Linked DNA regions of Hordeum vulgare: region 1 is linked to region 2. Evidence: chromatin contacts called from public Hi-C data. All regions are on one chromosome and are shown on one strand. The core of a region is the stretch at or near the end of the contact, and the rest is flanking DNA. Distances in the headings are between cores, read along the strand shown.

Evidence for each region. A called contact is a pair of places that touch in the nucleus more often than the background predicts.
Region 1: a contact with region 2 is called in a Hi-C map of seedling, with 3 times the contacts expected there. The contact joins two enhancer-like sites. A contact is called at or near these places in 2 of 6 Hi-C or Micro-C datasets (leaf and seedling).

What each region holds. Positions count from the first base shown.
Region 1 is chr1H:386,897,187-386,899,886 of MorexV3_pseudomolecules_assembly, forward strand. No RefSeq gene overlaps it. Among protein-coding and RNA genes, the nearest start is that of LOC123439464, 140 kb to the right of the region's middle. Within about 2 kb of position 1,370, at least 3 of the 3 cell types and tissues checked have open chromatin away from gene starts, as enhancers often do. A contact at or near this core is called in leaf and seedling, where this site is marked.
Region 2 is chr1H:386,377,403-386,380,102 of MorexV3_pseudomolecules_assembly, forward strand. No RefSeq gene overlaps it. Among protein-coding and RNA genes, the nearest start is that of LOC123411734, 76 kb to the left of the region's middle. Within about 2 kb of position 1,264, at least 3 of the 3 cell types and tissues checked have open chromatin away from gene starts, as enhancers often do. A contact at or near this core is called in leaf and seedling, where this site is marked.

The DNA of each region.
Region 1 (2,700 bases), core at 120-2,619, 520 kb after region 2:
ATAGTCATTAGCAAAAGTACTGTAGCACGATAGAGACGCATGATTCACATGCATTGCGTCGCCGCAGGGAAAGTCTATTGCGCGGCGCTTGTAGTTAGATTTTCCCTTCTTTCTTTCTCAGTTTCCACATTTTTATTTTTTTCCTCTTCACCCTTTTCATTATTTCTTTCTTGATTTTAATTGTTTTTTTATTTTTAATTTGCTTATGTACTCATGTTTTTTGTTTGCTTTCCCTTGTTTTATTTCTTTGTGAAGTTTCTTTGTTTTTCTTTTTCTTGGCACATGTCAACTTTTATGAACACACAACATATATTTTTAGTTTAGACATGAAATATATATTTGATAAAATTTCAAAAAAATTTAAATACAGGATTTGCATTTTTGTTTTAGTGTATGGTTTTGAGCACCTTTTGTATACATGGTCAATATTTTTAAATACGCGTTGATTTTTTTATTATGACAATGCAAACAATTGCTTAACATTGTTAAAATTTCACAGACATTTTTTGGTGGCACGTAAATATTTATTTAAAATGTTAAACACATTTCTTTAGTGGCAACAAACAATTTTAGTCATATGCAAACATTTTTTACATTGCATGATAAATTTTATGTACACGATTGAACAGTTTTTAAAGTACAAAAATATTACTTTTTTCGAACATATATTTGATGTCATTTTTTCTTCAAACACATTCAATATTTATGTGTACACCAGGTATTTTTTATATACACGTTTTTCTAAAAGAACCTATACATTTCCAAATACGTGATTAAATTTTGCAAAAAAATGATTTTTATATCTATTTTTTCATACACATTTTTCTAAAAGAACCTATACATTAGAATCATTATTGGCAGATAAGTTTAAGATTTTTCCAAAACATGATTAACATTTCTATACATATATTTTAGTTTTCTATTTTTTTCATACTACAAGAGCAACAAAGTCTTTAGTCCCAAACAAGTTTTGGTAGACTCCTTTTTTTCATACACATCATATATATTTTTTGTATACACCAGGAACATTTTTTATATGCACATTATTGTTCTTTAAATATGTATTTTGTTATCTGCTATTTTTCATACACATTGTACAATTGTTATGTACGCTAGTAACATTTTCCTGAACAGATTTAATATTTTTGGAGCGCGATTAAGATTTTTATGATTTGTATGTAAAATTTGTTTTGCAATATATGTATGTATAATATTAATAAATTTAGAAAATGCAAAAAAGAAAGATAAAGTTAAAAAAAAAGGTTGAAAACAAAAGCGTTGAAGGCTTGTAGTCCGCGCTGGAGCGGCTCATTACGACGGCTGCTTGAGGCTAGACTTTCTACCGTGTCGCGGCGAGCGAGACATAGTCGCGACCTCATGTCACAGCCTGATGTGACATCCCGACCAGGACTAAATCGATCCCGTTAAGGCCCATTCGGGTGCATGCATCCTTTTCCTTTTTTGCTAATGCTGGGTGCGTGTTATCAGGTGTGGATATTGTATGGTTCCTTTTCGCAGAAAAAAGGTGTGGACATGGTCTAGTATATGTCACTGTCAGCTTTTCCTTTAGGTGATCGCTATCATCGCTAAATGATTAGAAGATATGCCAGTGTCTTGCAAGGGATGATACTTAATTTGTTCAATTTCATCAACTTACTCAAACGCATACATATCCGGATGGTATAATCAAGCAACCTCTCCTATATCTCTCTCTATCCGCACCTTAGACACATCGAATTTGAATCATGTGATCCGTCGTGATCAGCTTAATTGTTTTCCTAGAAAAGAGGATTACACGGTTCCTGCATCTTGCATTCAATCATTGTATTGATTATTCATAAAAACTTTATAAAATAGTATATCAGGTTGTCTAAAGTCGTCATCTTAACAACAATTCTCGCTAGTTCTATTTACTTAATAAAGTGGTGTTAATAGTCCGAGCCTAATATCAAACATACATAGTACGAAAGCCTAATATCTAAAATGAATGCCCCAACCAAGCCATATACTGAGTTTTGACTATAAACCGGTCCGACGCACTCTCATGTATCATCCTCGTCGTCTTTCACCAATCCATCTTCAGAGAAGAATAACGCACCGACCTTGTCGGGACTCTCTGCCATCGACGTCATCATAACATCAGACAACGTCCTTCTCCTATGCGAGTCCATCTCCGGACATCGAACGATGAGTCTCCACTACGTCATGCCGTCGGGATCCGTCGTTGTAAGATGAAACATCGCTCCATAAAAATAAATTCCACTGACTAGCTTGGTTGTAATAACATCTTATATTATAAAATGGAGATAGTATTTATCTATGCTGGAGCACACCCTACATATCAATTAGCCACTACAATCACGTTGTCTTCATGATTCAAATACTGGAAGTACGCATTTTTTTCCTAGCAAACAAAACAAACAGGACCATTAGGAGAGAAGTTGCACTCAGCCGACGTGCTCTGCTCAACTCATCCTAGCCACCATCCCCAGTTCTGTCATTTTTAATTTCTGCCCTTGGATGTCCAAGTTAAACCAACGTGCATGCTGACTAGGTTTTGCTAGCTTTCCTCTAAAGTCATTCTGTTGGCCCCGACAGCGCGAAGGATTCTTTAAGTAGTTCTGAGCAGATAAGATAACGTTGCTGCCTTAGATAAGTGGGATAAGATGTCCATTGCATCCTGCCTGAAGTAATAATTTT
Region 2 (2,700 bases), core at 14-2,513:
AGAACTAATTTTTAAACCAAGAACAATTTTCAAACATTTCTGGTTTTAAAGAACATTTTTTTCAAATTCAGAAGCTTTTTTGAAAATTCCAAACATTTCCTGATAATCCAGAACGTTTAAAAAAATACAGAATATTCTATTAATGAGCAAAAATCTTTTTCGAATTTGAAGAATAATTTTTGGGAATCATGAACATTTTTTCGAAAACCGAGAACATTTATAGAAAATCCAGAGCCTTTTTAAAAAACCCAGAACTTTTTCTGAAAATCCAAAAGATTGTTTTAAAAAGAAAAAAACGGTTTTACAATTTGAAGAACTTTTTGAAAATCAAAAACATTTTTTAAAAATCCAGAACATTTTCCAAAGCATAAACAAAAAATAAAAGAGAAACGGAAAAGAATAAAGAAAAAAATGGTTCCGAAAACCATTTAGAAGTTTTTTAAAACCAGAAAAACCGAGCTGGAAACCTTCAGAAAGGTTTTCAAAAACGGAGGCGTTGGAAGGCTTAAACTGGCCGGCCGGCTGCGTCGCTGCAGGGTCGTTCGCATCTGCGAAGCCCCGACAGTTGGACGTAGCGAGAGGCAACGCCTAAGCATAGGGCAAGGTCATCCTGGAACTCTTATCTAGTGCTGCAGGCAGCTGTTAACAATCCGACGCTTGCAGTCCTGCTACCATGGGCCGGCTCATTACTGTGCCGTCCAGTTTTTTTCTATTTTTTATTACGAAATGAAAAAGGAGTTTACAGATTTGAAGAAAAAAGGTTCATCCAGCTGAAAAAAAGTTCATATATTTTTAAAAAGGATCATCAATTTTGAAAAAAGTTCATCAATTTGAAAAAAAATCGTTCAAAATGTAAAGAAAGTTCATAAAATTTAGGAAAAGCTCATTAAATTTTTAAAAAGATCAATAATTTTTTAAAAGTTCATAAAAATTCAGCAAAAGTTCATGTATTTTTAAAAAAAGTTCATTTAACTGAAAAAGTAGATAATAAATCTTAAAACAGTTCATCCATTTTTTTTAAACATGTTTATGAAAATTGAAAAATATTAATCAATAATCAAAAAAGTTTATTAATCTTAGAAAATATTCTCTGAAATTTTGAAAAATGTTCATCAATATTCAAATAAGTTTATACAGCTTAGAACAAAACGTCAAATGGCGTCTAGATGGGCCGGCCCATTTACAAATGCCACAGGCGCTGGTTAAGAAAAATTGCACGTTAACTGACGCCTGTGGCACCAAATAGAAAATGGAGTACGTTCTGTACGTGTGACCTTGCCATATGGGCCATGGGCTGGGTAATTACTTCATTAGTTTGTTAGACTTGCCGTCTATTTATAATCTCATGCATGCACGTAGTCCCTAAGTTTCTAAATATAAGTCTTTGTATATATTTTACTAGAAGACTATATATAAAATAAAATAAATGAATCTATACTTTAAAGTATATATCTATATAAATTCGTATGTAGTCTCTTAATGGACGTTTAAAAAAATCATATTTAGGAACGGATGGAGTTGCTCTTACATGCACCATTGCATGTACGTATTCATTTCGTATGAGTGCACTTAGGGCCCGTTTGGTTGGAGACTAATTTTGCTAAGCCAAAGTGTGACAAGCCATTAAAGTGTGGCAAGCCACAAAATGTGGCTGAAAAAACGAACGTCAAACTTTGACAAAAGTTGGCAAAAAAATTGACTTTATAACAAATGGGCCATAGCGACAATAAAGTGTAGCAAGCCAAAGTGTGGCAAAAACCAAATATATGCCAACTAAACTGTGGCTGCCAAATTTTGGCTTGACGAAGTGTGGCTGGGAACCAAACAGACCCTTAGTCAAATTAACTCTGATGGGAAAGGAACTCTTGCCTTCATAATTATATGATAGCCTATCAAATATTTTATACATCATTATGCATCACATCATTTTACAGAAGTATTATACCAGTATTTTCTTTTAGAAATGATGCAATATAATATCTTAGCGTGCTATGAAACTTTAATTTGTGTCAGTATTAATATTTTGCCATTAATGATGGTGTGCGTGTATGAAAATCATATGTTCGGTAATTTATGGGATAATATGGCTCATTTCCTTTAATTTCGGCTCCTTTACTTTATAATGAGATGCGCAACGGAAATTCATAATGGTGTTTTTATTCGCGTATTCGGCAATTCACTAAAAAAAATCTAGAGTAATTTATTTGTTAGAATAATAACTAAGCATTGTATCTTACTTTGGTCGAAATTGATGTCAACAGATGCCCCTCGAGGTCTGAATGCGAATGTTTCTATGATTCGGTTTCAGAACTCGAAAATATATGTAGACATATTCCATCTCATATGTATGCCCCAAATATTCATTTTAGTGCGGGTGAGACACTTATTTTGCTTAAACGTCAAGCCAGATATTATCTAGCCATGTTTGCGTCTTTTTCTTATTATTTTTCTTTTTAAGTTTGTTAGTCCCTTTGTTAGATAAGGACTCAACCTTGAAAATATGTTACAAGTCACTCGCTTTCCGATATATACTTACGGTCTAATAGAGGCGCATATCCATGGTAGCGCCGATTTGGCTTCCGAGCTCATCTGCACACGCGTCGACAATTTGATGGGTGAGCTCCTCTTCAAATTTCAGCGTATTTGAGCAACTGAGCATCTCTCCGTAAAAAAGATAAATCGGGTCCGTAAAAAAGGTTA